Regions from separate parts of the Sus scrofa genome. Here region 2 is linked to region 1. Evidence: chromatin contacts called from public HiChIP or PLAC-seq data. All regions are on one chromosome and are shown on one strand. Each heading gives the region's core, a stretch centred on a gene start, on an enhancer-like site or on the middle of the called end of the contact. The rest is flanking DNA. Distances are from core to core; before and after follow the strand shown. Region 1 overlaps PIK3R1 (phosphatidylinositol 3-kinase regulatory subunit alpha). Region 2 overlaps LOC102159645 (a long non-coding RNA gene).

Region 1 (5,757 bases), core at 323-2,822:
GTGTCATCAAAAATTTCTTCTGCAACCTGGGACACCTCGTTCACTGGTGTCCTTGTTAAGGACCAATTCCCCTTTTCCTTTGAAATAATACATGTCTTGGCTTCACCACCGCTTTTAGAGCCTTCTGCTCTTCTTGTCTTCTTTCTCCTTAAGCGATACAGATTTCTTCTGATGAAAAATGATTCCCCAAATGAAAAACTGATGTTGGACTGAAGTAGGGGAGTTGAAAATTCACCCAGAGTTTTAAGAGTAGACTTGGCTATCCAGACATACACACTGGCTACAGCCAGATTTAAAAAAAAAAAAAAAAATTCTTCATTCAGGTGTAAAAGTCTGTCTGGAAGGCGAAATCAAGTGAGAATTGATGTGTCAACTTGATGAGAATCATGCTCTGGTAATTTGTGTTTTGTTTGATAGTCGCCATATATAATCTCTGTATATTTAAATATGCATATTTAGTTATATCACATTTTAGTTTATTGAACTGTGTGATATGGTACTTTATCATGGACTTTTCAGAGGACAACTTGCCAAATTTGGTACTTCCTAGCAACTGTCATTTCCTGTTGGAATTTCCTAAGGTGGGATCTAACAGAAATGTAAATATTGACCTTGTATATTTGATAAAATTAAAGGAATGGTGGATTTTAGGGTTGTTGAAATAATTAGTATTTTGCTTTAGAACGGCATTTTCGACTTTCGCTGCTAATTGATCCTGGTGCCCAAAGTGGAAAATGTGAACTTTAAAGGCTTCTTGTGTAGTGCTTCCTCATTCCCTATGTTTAAACATTTTAAAGGGGAAATGGATTGAATCATAGATATTGTGCTAGAGAATAGGAAATCCTTGAATTGTTACTTTAAAAAGTCTTCTCTCTTTGTAAAATTTACCTTTTAACATTCCCATGGCAAAACTTTGATCAGGTAGGATGGATTTCTCTACTTGGGTAATATACTTTCTTCAATATTAAAAATTCAGTGATATGTTCAGTCAATATAGTACAAAAGGAGTACCTGTACTCCACACTATATGGTCTAGTTTTTTCTTATTAAAATATTCCAGGGTGCACTTTGTGAGGTGTTGTTGCAAGGACCTGGTCGCCATCACAATGCTTTTTAGAAACTTCATGTAGCATTTGAATGAGTAAAACCAGTGGTATTTTGCAGCTCAGGATATGGAAAGGTAACTACCATATTTGCCAGAGACACATTGAAAGGCTAAGGAAATAAGGTAGTGTGCCCCCCACCCCCACCTTCTTCAAGCTGAAGTGAAGAAATAAGAGCAGTAGAAACAACTTTATATGTAGTATTTGCCAACCCAGTAATAGAACAACTGTCAGATGCATATTTCAATCACTGTTAAGTGAAATCTCTAATTATCACTTAACTTCCATATTTGCCTGCAGAAATGATTGTGTTGATAAGATTCTACAAGGCGATAAACCTTGATTAAGTAATTCCATTTTCAGTTGCCAACTTTATTAAAAAAAAAAATGCCTGTGTAATTTATGAAGAACAGGAAGGAGGAACTAGGCATGTTGGTTGGACGAGTGTTGTGTGGATTTGTGGGTTCCTGTGTTTGCTGTTTAGCTTTTAGCTTTCTGGACCTTGGCATGTGCTGTGAGCTCTGTAAGTTTGAGAGGACCATGGAGAAACACTACAGTGAGCCCCCATTAGTAACATGTCCCTACCTTTATGTTTTCCTTCTGTCACCTTATGCTGCTGGGATGATATTTTGCACAGTGTAGAAAGCATTTACGGGGGAGGAGGTTTTTGTGAGCTGATCAGCTCAGGCAAAGGGAAGTAGTTGATCATTTGTCAGAGGAAATGAAATGTTGTGCTCTTTCATTTTCTAGTATTTCTTGTTTTAAATCTTAACCGTGCTTTCAATGCTCAAGACTACAAACCTTGCAAGGTATTGGTGTTTCTAGCACTTTTTCAGGTATCCTCATATTTTTATAGATTTTGGCCGAAGTTATTGCTGGATTTTTGTCAGGCAGGGGGTGAGGGTTACCCAGATGGATTTGCTTCTCCTAATAGCATGTCCTAAAATGTACTGTTAACCCAAAACAGATTGCTGGTTCCCTTCCTGGCTCTCCTGATTCAGGGAGTTTGTGGTCGTACCCAGGCATCTGTCTTCCACAGGTTCTCCCCGTGATCCATTGGTGCAGGCAGGCGGGGGAAAAACACGGGTGCGGTGATGTTCCCACTCAGCTCTCCTCATCGTGACCATCATTATGGCATCTAGCGGCATATCTGTCCTGCCTTTATGCCTTTGTAAAATGTGTTTGAGTGCTGTTGCCATGGGACAAAGTGGCCCAGGAAACTGAGTGATAACCTTTGTATGCCCTGAGTTCAGGTGCTGAAGCCCATGTCTGGTTCCTTGTTCTCGGGGACAGCTTTATCATGGGCTCTTTGTAGCACAAAGTCAACTTGGGAATCTTTTAGCTACTGTTGGCAAAATTTGCCCTGGCTCAGATTATAGGCTTCTTCAATACCGTGGTCACCAGCCAGATAGACCTATTTCACTTTAAATCAGTAAGTATTAAAAAATTCACTTCCTCCTTTGCAGTAGCTCCACTTTCAAGTGCTCAGCAGCACCTGTTGGGTGGCACAACTAATAGAACATTCCATCATCACAGCAGGTTTTATGGGAGGGTGCTGCTCTACGATTTCCTTCCGTAACATAGCTCTTCTCCTTTTATCGTGGGCAGTTAGAATGGCTAATAGAGTTAGGTGGCAAGATCACATTATAGTCTATCTCAGGGAATACTGCAACCTAAAGGGGTCTTAGAGTCTAGGGTTTGGGTTTTCAAAATGACAGAAATGAGGTTAAAATTTAACAACATAAGCTGACTTTACTCTTGTCTTGTGAATCTGTTCTTTTCCCATGCTGACTCAGTACTAGAAAGATGGGCTTCATTAGACATTTGCTTATTAACCTGGTACGTGGCTTATAATAAAGAATCACACCACTAAGATCTCATTGAGATGACGTTGTCAGTATTCAGTTTTTCTTAGATTATATAAACTATTCCTAGATAAAAGTACATACCTTTATGAACCTTAAGTGTCTAAAAGTTTATTGATGGCTGATAAACAGACTACACATGTAGCTATTTTCATTTACTCATTTACTCATATTCTGCAGTTTGAGGAATTTGACATGAGTCTATTTAGCTCCCTCTTCTGGTATATTATGAGAAAAATATTTTTACTTAAGATGGTTTCATGTATTTGTGGAGTAAAGATACAGTTACCAGTGTAAGGTTGAAGGACATTATTTGTGTCATCCAATTGGATTTTATTTCTTTTGTATCGTTGGGTAAAACATGTAGGTAAAGCATGGAAAAACAGTTTACGAAGGCATTACATTTCTTAAGATGGTAACTGACCAAAACATACGTAAGCAGATAAAGGCTTTTCTACAGCACATGCACAAGCACTCCATTGAATGTCAAGTGGCGGGGGGGTCATTTGTACTGGCTTTGTCTCTGATAGTAAGCTCACCCCCACATTTGTGGGACTTGGGGCAAGAGCACAGAAGGAGGCCCAAGTGACCCTGTGTCTAAATATTTTAAAGTTATAAATCACAATAACAGATGTTTAGTAAAATCTGTTCTGGCCCCCTACCTGGACAGTGATTTCTTCACAATGACCAGGAGGCCAGATTTGCATTTAGGTTTCTTGGGTTCTGAGTTTTGCCCTAAGAGCATGGTGATATCGAAAGTGTTGCCCGGACCCACCCCTGCCTTGGCCCTGCACCTGCACTGCCAGGGACCTTGCAAATCCAGACTCCATGCAGTCCTGAGCCCCACCCCCCTCAGCCTCCACCCACTCCCGGGGCCCAAGGGGGTTCCCCTGAAGGGCGGTCAGCCCTGGGGAGGATAGACCCTGGGGAAGAGGCCTCAGAGGCCACTGGGGCAAGGGAGCCTGGGCTTCTGGGAAGTGTTCCTAGTGTGTCCTAGGAGAGAAGCAGCAAGCCAGTCCCCTTGGCCCCCAAAACTCTTCACACTGTGGGAAGAGCCACAGCTGGAGGGTGGCCATGGAGGAGCCTTCTGAAGCACAGGGCGCTCTCTTGTTCCTGCCTGAGCTTGCCGCTGTCTCGGTAGAACATGACTTTGTGTCTTGGTGTTCTTCATTGTTGTCTGAGGCACCGGACTCCCCCAGAGTACACATAACCCATAACCGTGGGGTTCTGTTTATTTGCAGCTTCAACTCTTCCAGACCTGGCAGAGCAGTTTGCCCCTCCTGATGTCGCCCCGCCTCTTCTCATCAAGCTAGTGGAAGCCATTGAAAAGAAAGGTAATACAGCTGGTAGAGGCGATTGGTGAACGGGTTGTGGCCTGATTTCCTAGGTGTTATCCTTTGTATTTGCCTCCTGGGCATTCATTAAATGCATTCCCTGCCACCTGTGCTGGACACAAAAGCTTTGGGTTGTTGTGGCCTGGGGAGATACTCTTAGTCTGACTCATAACCCCATACTGATGTGTCATTTTACTGTACGGAAACGATTAAATTCTCCATAACTTAATAAATATAATTAACTTGCTCCTTCATGGCCAGATGATTTTGCCAAAATTATTGACATGCTAGATAAGATAAATAGGAGGAGTTGACTTCCAAGAATATTTGGTACACATCTAGAATAGATACTGGATGGAGACTGGAATGTCTTTCTGGCAGCAGGCTCCCAGGTTCTCCAGAGAGTTGTGTTTTGCATGCTCAGTCTGTTTTGTGTCCTAGGTCTGGAATGTCCAACTCTATATAGAACACAGAGCTCCAGCAGCACAGCAGAATTACGACAGCTTCTTGATTGTGGTGAGTGTCATGGGGCCAGAAATATAAATGGGAAAGGTCTTACCTTTCTGTTTCAGCTAATGCACAAAACACTTAAACTGAACCACACAACGTTCTCAGTTTGAAGGGAGCTCAAAAATCACACACACTTCCCTCTGCCCTCTTATGGCAAGAGTGCAGACCTTTGATGTTTGTCTTCTGAGTTGGTGTGTGTTTGCCCGCCTGCCTGCAGGTGTGTTGGCTATCATCACAGCCATGCACCTCTGGGTCCTGCGGAAATTGCCAGGGAGGGAAACAGCCTGAGATTTCTCTGGCTCTGCTCATCTACCATCTTTCTCTGAGCCTACCATTGGCTACATCTAATTTATCTGGACCGGTTGACAAAAATATTTATAAGTCTGTGTCACTTAACAAATGTCTTTTTTTTTACTTTTTCCCCTTTCTCTCTTTCCTTTTCCTTCCCCTTTCCCTTTCTGTCTTCCTTCCTTTCTTTTCTCCTCTTTCCTTCCTTCCTTGCCTTTTCATGCCATATTTACCTCAAGTAACATCATGATATTGTTATATTCTGTAGTGTACTGGTAGACCAGTTCTCTGGGGGTGAGGGGAAAGCCCTGGTTTGTAGTAGCACTTACCCATTTCTGTGGTGTAAATAGTCCCACCATGATTAATTTCAAGCCAGCAACTGAAATTATTACTGAATTCCAACTTGGGAAGGATTGTGAGCCAGTACAAGTCAGCTCTAGCTCTTGCCATTGGTTAAATGACATCAACACATTCAGCCAGGTGGTGGCTTGATTCTTTGCCCCTTCTCTCCTCTGCCATACAGAATAAAACTGTCCGAATATGCATACATTTATTTGCCACCATTCCAGCAAGTCATCTTCTAGAATCTTTCAGATCCTCCGTTCCCTCCCAATATTTTTCTTTTTATTACTCATTTTTTCCTTCACCTTATTTTAA
Region 2 (5,427 bases), core at 374-2,873, 170 kb after region 1:
TTAATTTGAATAGCTGCAATCAAGCTGAAGGAAGAGAGCAGGTGTTTCTCTTCACTTTATAAGGCAGCCCCTCTGGGGGCAAGGAGAGAAACTCAGAATGAGATTGGCAGCTAGGAAGAGGCTAAGACCCACTGGCCTTTATTTATGGAAGTGCCTGTACCAGCACCATCTTGCCAAGTGAAGTGAGTCCATTGCTACCAGGGGAAAGAAGTGACAGAGGCAGCTCCCAGGCATCCTGGGATGCTGTGTGCATTTGCAGCTTGAAGAGGAATTTCTCATCCCTCTCCTGTTTTCTTTCTGCACGCCTACTGGTACCCTACAGAACCACCTGCAACCTCTTCCTGGATCCTCCTCTGTGTTGCCCCCAAAGCTTTTTTGTCCTTTTTGGTTTTATTTCTTAGGATCTGAAAATGCTCTATCCAAAGATATTAATTTTTGTTTCTTTTTTGTCATGCTCATGTTTTTGGTTTGTTTGTTTTGTTTTTGTTTTTTTTTTGTCACATAGGGAAAATGAGGAAGCTAACTGCTCTGTCTCTCTCTGTCTCTCTCTCTCTGTAAGGAACTCAGTCAGTGCAAGACCAACATGGAACTCAACTGACTCAACTGGACAACTGACCTCAAGACCTATGATCTGTCTCTAAGATTATCCAGCCTATAAAGAGCACCAGAACTTTCCTGAGATCCCTGCCAGCTGGGCATAAATCAAGATTTAGCATACAAGAGGTGGGCTCTTATCAGATTTCATAGAATAATTAACAAATTGAAGGCATCTCCCCTGCCTGCTTTCAAATATCCACCTGGAAAAAAAATATCTATTCTTACCCTGAGCCACAGAGGTTAATGCTTAAAGACTGCTCCTGTGTGCACTTCACCTGCTGGCAACATAACCTTGAGCTCAGGGCTTCATCTTCTTGCCCCTCAGTTTACTCATCTGTAAAATGGAGACAGGAATTGTATCTGTGGCAGGTACACTGTCTGGCAATAGTAAATATTACCATCCTGCCACAGAGAAGAAGCTTCCAATTTCTCAATAGCTCAATATTTAGGTTTATATAAATAAGCATAATGCCTTCTCTACTGTGCATTTCTGTCCAAGCATCTCACATCACTGGTTCTCCCCTCAAGGTCCTGTTCCTGGTGGTCTTCTCCCCATCCCTCGTCCCCTCCCAGGTTGAACTCTCCACGTGCTTCTGTCCAAAAAGATCTCTCCTGCCCCCTCTCTAGCTCATTTTTGCTTTTCACTTTACTGCGCCCTTCTCTAAATATCATGTGGAACTCCAGAGCGGTTTCTTTTGAGCTACCTAAAAAGGCAGGCATACTGCTAGGCACATGCTGGAGACACACAGTGGATGCTGGTGGGAGGGTGCGTCATGCCTGGCCTAATGAGACCTTTCTTAGAAACTTTCCGACGTGAGCACAAATCAGCTTGTGATCACCCAAGTGGAACCTCAGGCTGCGCAGTGAGATTTGCAGATCCCAAGCACAGGACTGTGAAATCCGGGAAGGGAGCGTGCTCTGCGTGCCCAGGCATTCCAATAATAGTTGCAGCTGAGGAGGACGGCACTGTGACTCACGTCCCAGGGCGCACGTACCCCGGCAGCGACGTGGGCGGGGACACTCACCCCAGCGTGGAGGGGGATTTACCTGGGGAGGCCGGACAGGGCGACTGCAGACACTGACTCGGGAGGGAGCAGGGGGCACTAGGGCAGCCGCGCTGACTCACACAGGAAAGCTAGAGGGCAACGACCAAATTTGAAAGAGCAAGTCGCCTCCGTCAGAGAAGATCTCAGAGAAACAGGAAGCATGATCAGCTGGTACCAAGCTCAGAGCAAGAAATTCAGCTGTCCTCCTGCCTTTGTTCTCGCTGAAATGTATCAAGATGAGCTTCTGCTATTCTGCGAAGGGAGACGCAGCATCCCCATTCCGCGTGGACACAGCAGGCATCTGCAAAGCCTGCCAGGAGAATCCTGGGTCAAGCTCATTACCTCCCTCACGTGGAATCACTATAGCTAATAGGATCAGTCTCAGTTTTATGGGCTGTAATGAGCTGAAGTGTGGCCAGTGAGGGGGTACTCTGCCCACCAAAATGAGAGCCAGGGTACCAGCCAGAATCAGTCCAGAGGAAAGGGGGTATTTTCTAATGTGTCTACCCAAAGGAGGACAGCTTTATTTGTAATTCACATAAAGACAGCCTACTTGCTAGCAGTGGCCCTGTTTACTGAGCACCGACTCAACACAGCCTATGCCCAACTGTGTATGGATTGGGAGTTCGGGATTAGCAGAAGCAAACTATTATATATGGGATAAACAGCAAGGTCCTACCATCCAGCACAGGGAACTATATTCAATACCCTAGGATAAACCATAATGGAAAAGAAAAAAATACATATGCACGACTGAGTCACTTTGCTGTACAGCAGAAATTAACACAACCTTGTAAATCAACTATACCTCAATTGCATTTTTAAAAAAACTTGGTACACACTGTCACATGTAATTCTTACAGGAATTCTAAGAGGCCAATTCTTTCAGTATCCTTTTTTGTGGATGTTCTGTCCTCAGAGAGATAGAACTATCTGCCTAATACCACACAGCTTTCTCTGTCATATTTGGACTTTGACACAGGCCCCGCTCCCTCCCAATATGATTTTATTTTGTGCTAAATGACAAGGATAGTGATTTAAGTCTTGAGTCATTGAGATGTCTTTTTGTAGCCTGTGTTCTCAGGGGTGTCTTGGTCAGCCTGCTGTACCTACAGGGTGAACTGGAAACGGCAGAGGATTAAGGAATCCTTGGAGAGATTGTCTCCATTCTTCCAGGGCCAGGCTGCCCCAGGGCCCACCCATGGGTAGGATGAGACCGAAATGTCCTTGGCTGAGTAGCTGGTCTGGGTGGGAGGTCCCTGGCAACATAGGGCAAGGGGCCCTCTTGATGAATGTAGCCTTGCCACTGCCCTGTTCCCTCAATGCCCTGAATGGGTGGACCTTTCTGCTATGCCCATGGTTTCCACGGTGCTCTCCAGGAAATGACAGGATAACCTGCCCCTTAAATGAAGCCATTGCTCTCAAGAGAGAGAACAACCTATAGTTCAGAAGCTCTCAACAATCCGTGCCCTTCAAATCATATCCCCAGCCTAAGAACTGATATGGTAACAAGTTCCCCAGGTCATTCTGAGGTAAGTAATTCTTAGGACTATTCTTCACAAAACACTGCTCTGGGCCTTTTGTATTATGGAGTGTAGGCCATCACACCAATTAAATAAAATGAAGAAAACTAACACTGAAAGTCTCCTTGTCAAATGAATACCAATAACGCTTGGTGTCTTGGTGTCCCTCGTGGCTCAGTGGGTTGAGGATCCTGAGTTATCACTGCTGTGGCTCAGGTCATTGCTGTGGCTCAGGTTCGATCCCTGGCCTGGGAACTTACACATGCTGCAGGCATGGCAAAAAAAAAAAAAAAAGAAGATGTTTCCATTTTTAATCTGGAACACATTTAGATATGTGCATATGTAGAGAAACACCATATAGGTCTTTAACTTACATGATTTCAATTATATAAGCTCTCTTTTACATACTTAAAAATGCTATAAAATTATATTGTGCATACACACATATTGCATATTTATACAAACACAATACTGGGCAGGGTTGTATGCCCAAAACCTTGTATAACTACACTGTATGGATGATTTAAAATTTTTTTTTTTAATAACTTGTGCTTTATTATTATTATTATTATTATTATTTTGTCTTTTCATCTTTTCTAGGGCCGCACTTGCAGCATATGGAGGTTTCCAGGCTAGGGGTCCAATCGGAGCTGTAGCCACTGGCCTGCGCCAGAGCCACAGCAACACCAGATCCAAGCCACATCTGCAACCTACACCACAGCTCATGGCAACGCCGGATCCTTAACCCACTGAATGAGACCAGGGATCGAACCCGCAACCTCATGGTTCCTAGTCCGATTCGTTAACCACTGCACCATGACAGGAACACCTAACATTTTTTCTAATGTACCTTGATGGCATCTGACTTGAGAGCCTAAGCTCACAGAAGATGAGATTCTACTATAATTACTATTGTGTTGCCAGGGTGAGCAGAGGAGTTTAAGAAAAAGAATGTACATTTGAAGACAGATTGCTAAGGGATTGAATCCTGGACTTGGAACTCTGTATCACTCAATGTGCAATACTTACTATTCGGTGTGTACATGCTACAGCCCACAAACGTTTACTTACTTAGTTCTATACACTCAGACCAAGCACTTCAGTAGCATTTATGTGAAATAGAAAATGTCTATGATACATCCCTAAAGACTCCTAGACAACACTTTCCCAATATGTGTTCCAAATTTAGCAAAGGCTTCTTTAGCCATTTAAACTTGGAATAGTCTATATGTTATCCACTCCTCCTTGAGAATCGTAATCTATTGACCTGCTAAAGGATCAAGAAATCCTACAGTAAAAATACCTGTTTAACTTGGTTTAGCCCAGTTTACTGGCATGTTATACCCTTTAATATGTATTAATGTCCCAGAGCCGAAAATACACTTTGGTAAATGTTTCCAAAATACGCAATTTAGGAGAGCCTTAGTCACTGCTGGCCACATTACTCTGCCTTCTAGGAGCCCCTGGCTGAGCAGATAGGTTCCTGTGTAACTGCTGGGTATCAGCACAATGAAAGTCCAATTCTGGGTATCGCCAGCATCAGAATCACCTCAGATGCTATATAAAATGTGGTTTCCTTGGTTCCACCTCAAAGCTGAGGTGGCATAAGGAGGCATCACAAGCATCAAACAAATGTTTGCAATGCATCGTGTAGGTGTTAGGAGTTAAATGCAAGCCGGCAGTAGTAACGAAGCCCCAGGTACTTCTCCCTCTCAATCTCCAAGCTTCTAGAGCTGATTTAATGTGATTCAAGAGACAGAAGGAAATATTTCCCTACCTCCTCATGTTGGAAGCTCTAGTGGGCATTTAAAGGGGTGCCATCTGTCATAGTTTAGTGTGGGGTCTTTTAATCAGATTGCTTTCCTGCCCCAGGTGCTCAGGCAATGGGCAGCTTGATCTCTACAGGAGTAGTTTCTGCACAAGGGCTGTCACTTGGGACCACTGTGCTCTGTGACCTGACTCCTAAACACAGACGTACTCTTGTAAAGAATGTTCCTGAAGGAGGAAATTATGAGGATACCATGCAGCCTCAGGGATGGAGGTCTGAGAAGAAAGAGTCGGCCCTTTAGTTATGAGAGGGAGTCTATTAGAGGTGGGTTTTGCTTTTCTGTTTATTTTTTTGTGCTTCTGTGGGTCCTTCTGGGTAAATTTTCTTTTCTTTTTAGGGTCACACTTGTGACATATGGAAGTTACTGGGCTAGGGGTTGAATCGGAGGTGTAGCTGCAGGCCTACACCACTCACAGCAACGCCGGATCAGAGA

Evidence for each region. HiChIP or PLAC-seq counts read pairs in DNA pulled down with a chosen protein or histone mark.
Region 2: a contact with region 1 is called in an H3K27ac HiChIP or PLAC-seq map of alveolar macrophages. The contact joins two enhancer-like sites. A contact is called at or near these places in 5 of 47 Hi-C or Micro-C datasets (heart right ventricle and liver) and 2 of 2 datasets of contacts at active chromatin or transcription factors (alveolar macrophages and skeletal muscle).

The regions. Positions count from the first base shown.
Region 1 is chr16:46,491,354-46,497,110 of Sscrofa11.1, forward strand. PIK3R1 (phosphatidylinositol 3-kinase regulatory subunit alpha) reads left to right here. Exons shown (of 16, transcript XM_021076847.1): 3 at 4,210-4,302; 4 at 4,744-4,818. Among named protein-coding and RNA genes, the nearest start is that of PIK3R1, 59 kb to the left of the region's middle. Within about 2 kb of position 1,573, at least 7 of the 83 cell types and tissues checked have an H3K27ac peak or open chromatin away from gene starts, as enhancers often do. A contact at or near this core is called in alveolar macrophages and skeletal muscle, where this site is marked.
Region 2 is chr16:46,663,933-46,669,359 of Sscrofa11.1, forward strand. All of the region lies in intron 4 of LOC102159645 (a long non-coding RNA gene), which reads right to left. Among named protein-coding and RNA genes, the nearest start is that of PIK3R1, 230 kb to the left of the region's middle. Within about 2 kb of position 1,624, at least 48 of the 83 cell types and tissues checked have an H3K27ac peak or open chromatin away from gene starts, as enhancers often do. A contact at or near this core is called in alveolar macrophages and skeletal muscle, where this site is marked.